Linked DNA regions of Pan troglodytes: region 2 is linked to region 1. The links are chromatin contacts, called in public HiChIP or PLAC-seq maps. All regions are on one chromosome and are shown on one strand. The core of a region is the stretch at or near the end of the contact, and the rest is flanking DNA. Distances in the headings are between cores, read along the strand shown.

Region 1 (2,852 bases), core at 95-2,594:
CGCCCCCGGGCTGCGTCCGGGGCTGGGCAGGTGGAGCGCAGCGCCGCCTCCCCGCGCGCGCCCCAGAAGCTTCCCCAGCCACTGGCCCCGTGGTCCAGGAGTGAGGGCTGCGCCTCTCCCGAAAGCAGCCGCCCGCCCAGCGCCTTTGAGCCCCGAAGGGCACACGGGTCCCGGATCTCTCCTTCCTCCTGGGTCCTGCTTTGACCTTCCCCACGACGGGTGTTAAGGGACTAGAAAGAGAAAGTTCTTACCTGTCATGTTTTTAAACCTATCAAATTCTGTTTTACAGAATTTTTTATCAAGATATTTTTAAAAACGGTTTAAAATGTCATTTCTTCAGATGCATTTTGAATAAATTCCAGCCCTGTATGTAGATTCTACGAGTTAAGTCCCAGAAATTAGCAAAGCATTGACGGAGATTTGGCCATAGTTCTACAGGATAGATTGTAGTGCCCCAAACAGATATCCGTTCCAGGGGGATGTGGGTAACCGAAGGCAGGCCGCTGGCGGCGGGTATCCCGAATAATGATGGGACCCCCAGACAGGACTCCTCTGGTTTCTGCTGAACAAGACATAGAAGTAAGTTTAGGATACAGATGCTTGAAACCCTTTGCACGAAATTAAAATATATACAGAAAGATCATTTTCCCCTTGCTTGGTCACAGTTTGCAGTTCACACGGGAGGTTTCAGTTGTCTATTTTCCCCCTGCCACGTCATGGACACCCCCTCCACTGCTCTGAGTAGCCAAATATGAGTTCCTCTGGACTATTTTTCCAAGCAGATGAAGTCAGCAGTTGCTCCATTCAGGACTTCCATCCATTTGTTTCCAGAGCTGGAAATAGGGGAGTTCCCATCCTCCTCGCGCGGCGGCTGCGGCCGCTCCTCTTTATTCTACTCTCACCCGAGGCCCGCGCCCGTCCCGGGGAGCGGCTCTGCCAGGAAAACGGCCCGACCAGTGCCCGGCGCCTGGGCTGCGTCCGAGCCCACCTTCTTCCCTCGTCGTCGTCTCCCAGACTAAATCCCGGAAAGGGAAAGCGGGATGTTTGCGCCCACCGCGCTGTAGCTGGTCCTGACACTTGCAAAATGGTCAGTGGCTCCTGCTCGGCCAGGCTGAGTGTGTGCGTGTGTGTGAGCAAGGGAGCGAGGGTGTGCGGTGTGCAGGGGGTGCGCTGTGTGTGCGCGCGTCTCCGGGAAGGTCTCGCGGCGGCTGGAGCCGGGACTGACAGCCCGGGCGGAGCGCAGGCAGCTCCACACACTAAACCTCTCGCCTCTCCCCTCACCCCCACCCCTCCCACTCCCCTCTCCTTCCCCCACCCTCCCCGGCCCCTTCCAAGCTCTCTGATTGGCCAATGGGACAAAAGTTTCTGTGGAGACGGCTGGGCGCTGACGTCACGGGCAGAATTGTCCCATTTAGGGATCCCGGGGGCAGTGCGCATGCTGCAGGCTGCAGGTTAGAGGCAGAAGGAGGTAGCAGCGGGCCCGGCGGCAGCCAGGTGGCAGAAAGGAGCACGCAGCATCCAGGTGGGGGGACGACTCCAGCAGGGTTTCCATGGAGATTCCTCTGGGTCTAGCCTAAAAACAGCAGATCAGCTGACACCATTAGCTCAGGACCTAATTACTGCTTATTGGAGCAACAAATGAGGGAAAGGGCCAGCTGCAAAGGAAGAGTTTTTATCCCCCCACCCCATTCCCCCATCTCCTTTCTCCCCCTCTCTCCATCCCTCTTGAGTCCCGGGTGAATTCTCATTAACTTGCAAGATTCCTGCAACAACAGCTCCCCTTCTCCAGAGGCCACCCCGAATGCTTTTATTCTTTTATTTCCTTCTTTTGTATTAAAAAGAAATGCTAAAATAAATCAGTTGTTGAGTCCTTGAATTTTTGTTCAATACGTATTAGACCATAGAGCTCAGAGAAGACACTGTCCAATGAAGTCACAAGTGAATCTAACACAAGGGACTTAGGGGAAAAATATCACTTTCAATTTATTGAGGTGAATCTTTAGATATTTCACATTTAAAAAAATCTTAATATCTTAAATACATAAATATTTGAAATACGCAATTGGACAGAAGATATCCTGAACCACCCTTCTAGTGGGGTATACTTCACAGGAGCAACTCTGTTAAGTTTCCCTTTGTGGCATCAGAGCTCAATTTAGTTAGATATTGGTCATGTGTTTCCTGGAAGTTTCTGGAAAGATAATTGGTCCTGGGGTAGTCATTCAAGAATAAGCTGGTTCTATGGATTTCACTTTCTCATATGGTTATAGTTCACAATTACAGAATTATTTTATGCAGCTTTTCATCTAAAAAGGCATCCCATCCCCTCTAAGCTTTATTTATGTACTTTCAGCCTCCAAAAACCTTCCTTAATCATTCAACTTAATATTAACTTTCTTCTATAATCATCTGTATTGTGTCTTTCAAACATTTTTTAGCCCTGTCTTGTAGTAAGCCATACACTTTACATTGACATGTAGTGCATACATACATTTGTTCTGCAAAAATTTTATGAAAACATCTATTTTATTACCTGCAATATACACTGATATTTGCCTTTTTCTCTCCTGTTGATTTTGTTATTATTATTTGGTAAAGTATAGTCCCAACAAAATAAATTTATTTTATGACCCAGTAAAGAATGACTGGCAACCTACAATTTGAAAAATATTGTTTTAGATCATAATGACTACACTGCTCCTTTTACCTTATTTATATTTTCATGTGAGTATGTTTTGTTGGTCAAATAAAATCTTAATTGGAAAACCCTTGAAAGTTTATGTCTTTTTTCTTGTTTTGTGCAGTGAACAATGTGCACAGTAAGTGCTTAATAAATTGAGTTAATAAATTAA
Region 2 (2,852 bases), core at 103-2,602, 270 kb after region 1:
TAGCTGCTGGAGTTCCTTATCTACACTGAACAGAAGCTACCCAAGAGTGTTCCTTCTGGGAAATTTTACGATATAAAACAATCCCCATTTACTGTTTATGTGAGTATGGTGCAAGTGTAAGAGAAGGGCAAGGTTAGACATAATTACCTTGGCCATTTAGAAGGTAGGAGGGTTAATGACAGGTTGAAATATAGGGCACATAGGCAAATGAGATGATTTGAACATGGAACAGAAATTAAGTAAAAAGAAAATAAGTGTATTTTGTACTTTCTTTGTGATAACTCACACCACCAAAATAATAAAGGTTTTTATCTGCAGTCATTCAGTATATGTATCTTGTTTCAACAACTAGATGTAAACTAAAGACAGATACTTATATTAAACTTCTTTCTATCCTTCAAAATGTAGCATAGCTCTTCATATACACCAGGTGAAAGGGGTTTGAATGACATATACAAATTATGAAATTGGTGACTACTTCAGAAACTTTGGCTAAAATTGCTTGAAATTACTATCTAAGGATTTAAACAATGCAATTGGATATAAATGTACGCATATACATGCCACATTCCTCCAAAAAGAAAGAAAATTATATGAAAACGTGAAATTGGAAATATAATACAAGAGAAAATTATATGAAAACATACATATAGTAAGATAAAATAATTTTCAATCTTGGTAACTTAAAAATAATCAACAATGTTTTCATTATTTTCAGTAAACTAAGTATCTGGGAATTGATCATAGTGAAAAAGCAACCTGTGAGTAGCTATGCAATTAATATTTATAGTAAGATACTGACTTATTATGTGTACTTGGATAGGTCATGTTATCTTACTTATGCTTCTGTGTCTCTGAAGTGACAATACTATTTGCCTTTTCATCCACCTCCTCTGCAAAGATGCTCTGCAAATAAATGAGGTAATGTTTGGGGAATGTTTGCAGCTTGGGAAAGAAACCCACTGCATACATCTAAGAATATTCCATATTCAAGCCTTGTATATTTTGCCTCTGTTTTAAATTGAAATTGTACTGTTTAAGTTCTTGGGTTCTGACCAAAATCTGGGTCAACATAAGAGAATAATTATTTTTAATTTTAAATCTGAGTCTCTGTTCCAATCTCCTGCACGTGTGAGGGAAAACTGTAGGAAATAAACAAAGCACATAAATCAAGCTTTGGAAGAGAAAAATCTCTATCTGAAGGATTTTTTTTTTTCAATGACGAGCGTGCCCACTATTTCCCTAGAGGAATATTTCGGTCCAGGAAGGAGGATAGTGCATTCAGCATGAGTGTGTGTGTGAGTGTGTGTGTGTGTGCTGTGCGTGCGCGCCCGCGGAGAGAGGGGCGGGGGAGGCGGATGAGGAGGATGAGATCATAGTTTCAGGATCCTCAGGAAACCCTGGTACTGGCAGCAGCCAGCCTCTGCTGTGCCCACATGACCCACAACTCTGGCAGCGGACCCGGCACTTCCAACATTATTAAATAATAAGAAAGCGGCTCCTACTCCAGGCTCAAAGCTCCCTGCAGACCAATGGACGCCTTCTAAGAGTTTGGCGAGTCAGTGACTGAAGCGCCCGTCCATTCCAAGGTGTGTGCACGGCGTTTTCTTCTTTGACAGCTCCGGAGTGGGGGAGGGCGCGGGGGTGGAGGGGGTCCGTGTGCCGGGCGAGGAGTGGGCGCGAGGCCGGGCTGCCGCGCTGCCCCCGGCCGCCCGGTGCAGAGGAGCCCGCCGCGGGGCGGGAGGTGCACATGACGCGCAGCCCCGGCTGCGCAGGGACCGCAGCCGCCCACGGCGCCGGGGCGCGGACACAGGCGGCTCGGCGCTGGAGCAAGGGCAGGCGCCGCTCACCGAGCAAAGTCAAGAGTGGAAGCGGGCGGAGAGCGCCGGCGGGGGCAGGGATTCGCCTCAACGCCCACTCGTGGGGTTCCCACCTGTGCGCCGGCGCCGGCCGCGGCTAGCGCGAAGCATGTGCCGGGCGCCGCAGCCAGGACTGCGGCGCGGCGCCTCCCCGGGCGGCGGGCGGCGCCTCAGGCCCGCGGGGCGGCGGTAGCGGCTGCTGCAGGATGTCCGGCCTGGGGGCGCGGGGCCGCGCAGGTAAATCTCCACAGCCCTCGAAGGCCTCCGCAGCGCCGCAGCCCCTGCTGCTGCCGCGGCGCCGCTCGGGGGGTGGCTATGGCAGCCGGCTCCTTCGCGTCGCGGGTTGAGTTGTTTTCGTTGTGGTCGCTGCCCTCTTGGTCATCCTCTCGGGCTGAGCTGGTGGGAGGTGGAGTGTCTACCTCCATTAGGGATGATACTCACGTCGGGGAACAGTCTGAGGGGTATTGACTGGGACATCCGCGATGGGTTCCTTTGCAGCCAGCGGCGTCCTTTCGTGTTGCAGTGCACTGCGGTGCCCGGGCCGATGCCTGGGTGGGAGTGGGCTCCGGGATCCGGGCCCCGGGGACGGGGGGCGGCGGGGGCGGGTGGGCACGGGGGTGAGTGTCTTCGGCTTTTATAGCCTGTTGCCCACTTCGAAGTTTTCTGCTGGACAGAGGGCAGGCGGGAGGTTCGTTCTGGTATCCGGAGTGGGAGTTGAAGAGAGGTGTCTGTCAAAAGACCAAAGCCAAAGAGAGAAGAGGGGTGGCGACGGCGAGGCTGGGACTCAGTGGTACCACTCCTGGGACTTGAAGGTAAAACTTTGCTGTTTAGTAGGCTTGGGGTATGGCTTTGGAAAGATAACTGTAGAACTTGGCCGTGAGGGGCGCAGGGGGAGGGGGCAGGGGAGGCGCCAATATTGGATGTGCCTTGCAGTGAAGCCTACCATGCTTTACGTGTATTCTTATTCTAAAAAAATTGTCTTTTGAGTTGATG

Evidence for each region. HiChIP or PLAC-seq counts read pairs in DNA pulled down with a chosen protein or histone mark.
Region 2: an H3K4me3 HiChIP or PLAC-seq map of stem cell-derived excitatory neurons shows a contact between it and region 1, with 2.7 times the contacts expected there. The contact joins the promoter of DTNA here to the promoter of NOL4 in region 1. A contact is called at or near these places in 1 of 7 Hi-C or Micro-C datasets (induced pluripotent stem cells) and 1 of 1 datasets of contacts at active chromatin or transcription factors (stem cell-derived excitatory neurons).

Annotation. Positions count from the first base shown.
Region 1 is chr17:44,001,549-44,004,400 of NHGRI_mPanTro3-v2.0_pri, forward strand. NOL4 (nucleolar protein 4) reads right to left here and starts at 1,345. Exons shown (of 11, transcript XM_063795583.1): 1 at 252-1,345.
Region 2 is chr17:44,270,142-44,272,993 of NHGRI_mPanTro3-v2.0_pri, forward strand. DTNA (dystrobrevin alpha) reads left to right here and starts at 1,353. Exons shown (of 21, transcript XM_054671771.2): 1 at 1,353-1,589.